2 separate regions of the Mus musculus genome follow, and region 2 is linked to region 1. Evidence: chromatin contacts called from public HiChIP or PLAC-seq data. All regions are on one chromosome and are shown on one strand. Each heading gives the region's core, a stretch centred on a gene start, on an enhancer-like site or on the middle of the called end of the contact. The rest is flanking DNA. Distances are from core to core; before and after follow the strand shown. Region 1 has its middle 7.8 kb from the start of Gm22559. Region 2 overlaps Tbc1d1 (TBC1 domain family, member 1).

Evidence for each region. HiChIP or PLAC-seq counts read pairs in DNA pulled down with a chosen protein or histone mark.
Region 2: an H3K27ac HiChIP or PLAC-seq map of trophoblast stem cells shows a contact between it and region 1, with 2.4 times the contacts expected there. The contact joins two enhancer-like sites. A contact is called at or near these places in 1 of 39 promoter capture datasets (the HPC-7 cell line), 1 of 15 datasets of contacts at CTCF or cohesin (large pre-B cells), 4 of 484 Hi-C or Micro-C datasets (cortical neurons, double positive thymocytes, embryonic fibroblasts and 1 more), 5 of 115 datasets of contacts at active chromatin or transcription factors (the SCID.adh cell line, bone marrow-derived macrophages, effector CD8 T cells and 2 more) and 2 of 9 other capture datasets (embryonic stem cells and liver).

The regions. Positions count from the first base shown.
Region 1 is chr5:64,134,406-64,138,395 of GRCm38.p6, reverse strand. No RefSeq gene overlaps it. Among named protein-coding and RNA genes, the nearest start is that of Gm22559, 7.8 kb to the left of the region's middle. Within about 2 kb of position 1,840, at least 1 of the 459 cell types and tissues checked has an H3K27ac peak or open chromatin away from gene starts, as enhancers often do. A contact at or near this core is called in trophoblast stem cells, where this site is marked.
Region 2 is chr5:64,240,725-64,244,714 of GRCm38.p6, reverse strand. All of the region lies in intron 2 of Tbc1d1 (TBC1 domain family, member 1), which reads right to left. Among named protein-coding and RNA genes, the nearest start is that of Gm46913, 4.6 kb to the left of the region's middle. Within about 2 kb of position 1,729, at least 127 of the 459 cell types and tissues checked have an H3K27ac peak or open chromatin away from gene starts, as enhancers often do. A contact at or near this core is called in trophoblast stem cells, where this site is marked.

The DNA.
Region 1 (3,990 bases), core at 591-3,090:
CAATTTTTGTTGCGATGTGAGACCGTTCCCACTACAAGGCTACACTGGAATTACTACTTCCTTTCTTCTATTGCTCCTGGAGGTCCTGGAAGAACATAAATATCTCAGGAAAACTTCTATATGTTCAAGAATAGTAATAATGGGCATATCCATATGCTATCCAGAAAGCTTAATGTGAGGTCTATGAGAGGTAATGTATTTCCACAGACAAATCAAATTTCTCCTTAAGTACTGACTAGTATCCTTTATGGGCAAAGCAATTGAAAAATATCCTTAGGGATGATTTTCAAAAGCAAATTTTATCCCATTTCTATTACAGAGCAAGTCACTGACATTTTGAGATGTCTAGAACTGTGTCGCACATCACACATTAGTAGTGGAATTGCAAGTGAAATCCAGACGCTCTGGGTGTAGCACCCCAGTTGTGAGCTGCCATGAGGGTACTAGGAACCAAACCTGGGTCCTCTGAAAGACCAGCCAGTGCTCCTAATCTCTGAGTCAATGTTCCAGCCTTTCTAGATGATTGTAGAGTCTTGCAAATTTGTCCTAATACTTTGTCTTATTTTGGATTGAGGGTCCCTGCCCCTAGCCGACTTTGATTGATAATAAAGAATTGCAGTACAGCCAATGGCTGGACAGGGAGACGGGGCGGGGGACCAAGGGAGAGTGGGAGAGATAGAGAATGGCCAGGACTCAGAGGGAGAGGGATCAGATTTAAAAGCTGCAGGAGAGAACCATCTAGCAATGTAGGTAAAAAGGGTATGTGGCCCTATGGGGGTGGAGCTGCACAAGGTAACAGGGCATCAAAGATAAAATGTAGATTTAGAAGGTGTTAAGCCAATAATACCAGTGGGAAATGTGTGCTAGCTGTGGGGAGGTTTAGAAGTGCCCAACCATTGAGCTAGTCAAGGCATATCAAAATTAACTGGTGGCATATCAAAAGTAACTGGTGTGTGTGTGTGTGTGTGTGTGTGTGTGTGTGTGTGTGTATGTGTCTTTCATTTTTGACTGTGAGAGCTCTTGGGCAGATGCACGTGTGTGGCCAGCCTGGAGCCCAAGTGGTTTAACTAATTCACCGTTACACTAGAGCTCATCAAGTGGACAACTGAGATTACTTATCATATTACCATTTTAGTTCGTCTCCAGTGAAAATGGAAAGGGAAAGCTGACTTTCACACATCATTCACTGATTTATATTGGTAAAGATTGGAAACAATTGGAATAGATCTCTTAGCAATGAGATGTGAAAGCTGCTTCAGGCTGAATTGTATAGTGTGCTCCCGTTTGCGAGCAAGTGCATGATATTTCAATAGTGTCATATTCAATAGTTTTCATCACGGGGACAACCAAGGTTGTCCCCAAATAAAATGTAAACGTTGTCCATGAGTTTAGCAAGTCAGCTTCATCTACAAGGTCAGGACACTCAATATATGTGTGCCCATACATGCATCTATCACACACACACACACACACACACACACACACACACACGTACAAAAGTGAACAAACCTATCTTTACTTAAACCTCTTGGTGCCTTACCAACAAAAACTGTGGTTACAATCCTGTGTTACACTTCAGAGAACAAACCCTCCCAAGGAAGGACTCACCTTTCTGTGACGTCACCACTCAAGCCAAGCCTTCACCAAAGCTTTCTGTTGGGCTCTTCCACCTCGTTCACACTTTTCCTCTGCTGATCATCACAAGGAAAACATCCAGGTTTGTCCTAGAATTCCTATGTAATCAAGCTAAAAGGAAATCACTAAACATGCAGGAGGCCGTGGAGGCCAGAGAGATGCCTTAGGCACTTGGGGTTGATCTCCAGCTGACATCCCTCTGTATCTCCAGTTCCAGGAAGAGCCCAGTGCCCTCTTCTGGCCTCCACAGGCAATGCACTGGTGTGGTGCATGGATATACAAGCAGGCAAAACACCCATGGACATAAGTTAAAAGTGGGCAAATCTTAAAAATACAAAACAAAGCAAAACACCATAGGACTGTGACAAATCACCGTCTTTGAAGAACTGAAACCCAACGGAGGTCACTCAATGCACGGAGCCCTCCATCAGGGTGATGTGAATTACTAAGGCTGTATGAGACAGTCCATTGGCTATCTCTACCCCTCTACAGGAAGCTTCCTTTGCTCAACTTACCTGCAGTGTAAGTCTGTCTATTGTATCCATTGTGTGGCACGTGGCATTGGACATGTTGACTCATTCCCCTCTCTGTCTCTTTCTGTGTGTGTTTGTGTGATTTGCATGCATGTATGTGTATGTGTATGTGTATGTGTAAGTACATGTGTGTCCATAGAAACCAGATGTTGCTCTCTTAGTTAGGGTTTCCATTGCTGTGAAAAGACATCATGACAAAGGCAACTCTTAATAAAGGCAAACATTTAATTGGGGGTGGCTTATACTTTCAGAGATTTAGTCCATTATCACCATGGTGGGAATCATGGCAGCCTGCAGGCAGACATGGTGCTGGGGTAGCAGAGAGCTCTACATCTTGATTCAAAGGTAAGCAGGAGGAGGCTCTGATTCTATACTGGGTGGAGCTTAGGCATAGGAGACCTCAAAGCCCATTCCTACATCGATACACTTCCTCCAACAAGGCCACACCTACTCAAACAGGGCACACCTCCTAATAGTTCTATTCCCTGTGGGCCAAGCATTCAAACACATGAGTCTATGGGGGCCAACCACCCACCATTCAAACTACCATAGTTGATATCAGCTGTCTTCCTCAATCACTCTCTACCTTACTTGTCTAGACTGGCTGACCATTGAGAGCTCCCTGATCCCTCTGTTTCTGCCCAGCGACACTGGGATTGCAGACACACAGGGTCTGTATGTGAGTGCCAAGGATCTGAACTTAGGTCCTCATGTTTGGACCCTCATGTTTGGATCCACTGAGCTATCTGCCGTGCCCCTCATCTTTTCTTTTTAACTGAATTCTGTTGCCATCTACCTAGCCATCTTTTTAAACTTTTTTTTATTTATTATTAATGTGTTTGCATGAGTTACATGGGTACACAAGCTGTGGCACTTATGCAGAGGTCAGAGGACAACATAGTAGAGTCAGGTCTCTCCTTCTACCTTTACAGACTGAGCCATCTCATCGGCCCAAGCATTGTAAGTATAAACCTCTCTTAGCCTCTGCCCCCTCACCCCATTGATACCAGAAAGTCAAATCTGGGTCAGCATGCTTCTTAAAGGATAGTACTGGCTACCAGGAAAGACACAGCCCAGAAGAACAAGCAAAACACACCAAAAGCAAGCAAGCAAGCAAACAATGGAATCCAAACAGTGGGTAGCACTATGATCAAACCTGGTAGTCCGAGACAACAAATAACAAGGAAAAAAAATTCTAAAAAGGATAAATAATTTCTATATTGGCTGATTAATCAAGTGCGATGAGTGGTCAGGGCCTGAAACCTGATCCAGTAACGCATAAATGAGACAAATAAGACAAACTGGAAAGTCTTATGCTGACTGGGTCATTTTGTTGATATCAAAAGTATCAGCGTTTTTAGGTGTGACTCTGTGTGTGTGTGTGTGTGTGTGTGTGTATGTATGTGTATACAAGTCCTTGTCTCTTAAGTATTTAGAAGTCCAATGACAGGACTGGGATTTGCTTCAGAAATCTTGTATGGTAAAATGAGGTCACAAGACTGTCCAGGAACTGAGGTATCACTATTACCAAGGGTGGGTGCTAAGTAAGTATGTGAAGTGTGATGGGAAGAAAAGACAGGTAGAACCAAGACACTCAAAGCATTGACAGTTCTCGTCAGGGGTGTAGGCACAGAATAAGAGGGAAGGGGAAGAGAAGCGGGGAAACAGTCATGGAGGAAACAATTGTGGCCAGGATACACTTGCTTCCATTAAGGACATCTAGTGGGAAAGTCCAAGTAAGAATGTACTGATGCCAATATCAGGACTTGGAAGGGAATTTAGTACCCTAGAACATGGATAGCCAGGAGCATCCAGAGACTTG
Region 2 (3,990 bases), core at 480-2,979, 110 kb before region 1:
GTACGCAATAAATACATGCAGTTTCTGTGTGTCTTTTTTATTATTTATTTATTTATTATTTAGGGTGTGGGGTGGAGGTGGTGATACTAAGAACCTGCTTATAGTCTCCACCTTCAGGGCTAGCTGAGCACAGGGCCTGTGGAACTCAGTTTTTCCTCCCTGCTGGGGAACGCTGACTTCTTTCACAGGATCAGACACTCACTATCAGGAACATTCCTAGAGAACCAACACAGAAACCAAGCCTGACAAGAGATAAGGAGACTGCAGCCGACAGAAGCTACTGCTGGGAATGGCCCACAGCTGGCTGGCTCTCCCGTGCCAGAGAACACTCCAGTATGGCTAGAAGTTGAGACTTGCTTAGACTGAACTCTGATCTACCCATTACAATTAAATTCCATCTACTAAAAGGGAACTGAAGTCTCTAAATCCTAAGGACATTTTCCAAAGTGACACTCCATCTTGATTTAAAAGGATGAGGGGGAAATAATATCTAAATAAGCCCAGGAAGGGTAGGGCATGAGTTCATGTGCACTGCACAGCCATCTTGGACTACTGTTAAAACATCTGCTCTCCCAAATCTAGCAGAGGACTTCTGGGTTCCTTCAGTAGTGCCAGGGAACTCTGGGTGCGGGTGTCTTCCTCTACTGCTTGCCAGTTCAGATGCTTATCACCCTCTGCTCCGCAAAGGACTGCTTGATTTACATCTCTGCCTTTGCATTGTTTTCTCAACTGGACTCAAGGGGCCAAGCCCCTCTTTAAAGAATGCCTCCTTATTCCCTGGTTCCCACGTGAGCAGGTTCACACTTGGCAAGAGGCTTCTTTCTACGCATTCCTCCTTCTGTCAACTTTTAACTGTCAGGGTGCACACTATTCATTCCTCAGCATGAGCCAGATCTCAGGTGCTGGTCAAGCCTGTACTTAACCCAGCCAGATCCCACCCGTCCCATCCAGCAAGGCTTTCACTCCAGCCCGGGCTCTGCACAAGGACCCTCCTCCAACCTCTACCAAAATAGCTACCCAGCTGTCCTGGGGTCCTTCTCCACGGAATTGTCAATAAACCATCTTATCTCACTCCCTTGCAAACAGCCCTTGTGTCAATCACAGGCATGCAGTGTCTCCCTCCATCTAGAGCATCCCCTCCTCTACGCTTTCACTCATTCAGCTTCTTCCATAACTCCTGGGTGGGGCCATTCATTCATTCCTTCATCCACTCGTCTACCCATTCATTCACCCTGCTCACTTTAGAGATCAGAAAAAAAGCCACCAAGGGCTAGAGTGACTGGCATCGAGTCACAAAGCTCAGGCACACAGAACTAGCCAGACATTCCCAGTCAAGGTTGGTTTCCCCACCACAGGATTTGCTTTGCATGATGAAGCAGGGACGGAGTAATCGTTGGTGTCAGATTTCCTTATTTGGCTGAAACCCCTAAGCCTCCAAGTAGATAATAACCACAGTAACATCGATAATAACAGAACAACAACAACATATGCCCATATGCCTAGGGACATGCTGTAGGGGGAGACTCTGAGACTCAAACCTTACCAGTTTCTCACTCTATGCTTAGTGCTCCATGACCACGAAGAACCTGTGCACCCAACCTAGATCTGCACAGGACGGGCTTGAGGACAGAGTCACCCTTCCTTCCACTTTGCTGCCATCTACCCACTCCAGATGAAACATACACGTGTTAGAGCAATGTAAAACCACACAGCTAAGTCAGCACACGGGTGCTCCAGGTCACTGCATTCCTTACTAACTACTCACATCCAGAGCATATCTGTGGCTCATGGACAGAAAACATACTGTGTGTTCATTCATGAATGTGTGGAGGTGTGCATGCATGCATGCATGTACAGGCATGTGAAAGCCAGACAACAATGCCAGGTGTTTTCCTCTATTGCTTGACAACGTTTTTGGTTTGGTTTGGTTTTGGTTTTTAAGATAGCTTTATGTTTGTTTTATGTCAGGGGTGTGTTGCCTGCATATATGTTGGCACACCACAAGTGTGCAGCAACCTCAGAGGTCAGAAGGTAATTTCAGGTCCCTTAGAACTGGAGGTACAGGCATTTGTTAGACACCGAGTGGGTGCTGGGGATGAAGCTGCAAGAGCTGCAAGTGCTCTTAACTGCCGAGCCATCTCTCTAGCTCACTCATTTGTGAGACTCCTGAGTTTAACAACCTGAGTCAACTACACAGGCTAGCCAATGAGGCCCAAGGATGCTCGTGTCTCAACCCCCATCCACCCCATCTACCCTATCCCACCCTATTCTACCCCACCCCACCCCATCCCACCCTATCCCAATGTTGGGATCACAGGTTCTGATTCACTCACAATGAGACTCCATCCACTTAGGTGCTAGGGACTGGACCTGACTTAACGCAGTTAGCCCTTTACTAAGCCCTTTGCTGACTAAACCATTCCCCAGCCCTTTGGAAATCACATTTGAAAAGACAATTCTATGTAAAACAGGCATCTACAAGGAATTTGGCTTCCAACTACTCCTTTGCACACCCCTGCCTTCTCCCAGGCAAGGTCTCACTTTGTGTGCACATGGTGGGCTTGCACAGTAAGCTTCAACCTGCACAGACTGATCGCCTGGAGCAGGCAAGATTCTCAGCAAATGTCTAAAGTCACTATCCCAGTCCACTCAACAGGGGGTGACGACGGAACATGAGAGCAGGGTTGGGACTCCTGGTCTAACACAGGATGATGCTTTTCCTGGGAGCAAAGCCGTCCACACACCACAGCTCAGCAGATTACCACGCTAGAGAGCTGCCTCAATGTAATGTTCTCTCACGAACACCAAAATCAAGTGGAACGGACCGAAACATCAGGGTGATGCAAAGTCCTAGGCATTAGTCATGGATTTCCAGAAATGAAAATAATTTAGAAATCTTTCCACTCACTTGGAAACTTGGGAACATGGCTATTTCTGGAACAATAAGAAGGCCTTGACCTAGTACATATACTAGTAGTATTCATGCTTACCAGATAATTTGTTAATAATCAAAAGACAAGGAGCCAGTCGCTTATTACTCATTAGTGGGTTTTTGTTTCTTCTGAAGCCAATTTTGAGCTTTATTCTGAAGCTCTACTATTTATACTTGGGAACTTACATTGTATTTAAAAAAAAAAAAAAACTTGACAATAGAACAGTCACAAATGACTGTAAGCAAATACTGTCTGGAGGATCTTGGGTTATTTTCACCTAATGACTGGTTTCCTTTGGGTCCACCCAGTAAAAATAACTTCCTCAAAATACCATTCTTGGCTAATTCTCTGCCTTTAGCAGGCCTACAATAGTAAACTTCACCCAACAAATAAACTTCCTATTTTTATAGTTTTCCAAAATTGGTGTGCCTATGTCTTTGGTTGGCCAACTTTTTCTTGTTTAAAAATCTTGACAACAAAAAATTCTTCACGGCATATGGAGAGGAAAAAGGGCAGAAACTGTAGCGTACTCTGCCTGGTTCAGCAAAAGGGGGAAGGCCCAGAGTTGTGACCTTGGACGACGACATTCAGGCTCCAGGAGGCAGAGAGCAGTGTAATTTCTCTGCCCCACGTTCCCCCCATGTTCCTCTTATCTCATCTGAATGAGCTGATGCCTGACCGGAGCATCGTGTTCCTGTTCGGTCCTACAGAGCTTATGTTTAACCCCAGAACCGCCTGACGAAGCGACAGACAGACAGCACCTAAGCAGGACAGCAGCAAGCACAGAAAGACACAGACAGCACTGGTCGGGACTCAGCTGCCAGTGCGTGGATGAGGGAATGGGCGCGTGTGCAAGTGCGAGTGTGGGAGCACCTACAGTGAGTGCATGCATGCAGAAGCCAGGCGGGTGTTAGAGGACGCCAGGTGCCATGTTCTGTTCTGCCATTCTCCACCCTCTGCTTCTGATGTGGACTCTCACTGAACCCAGAGCTGCATTCCCAGGGAATGCTCCTATCTCCACCCCACGCTGTGCTGTGGCTGCAGGTGTACACATGGT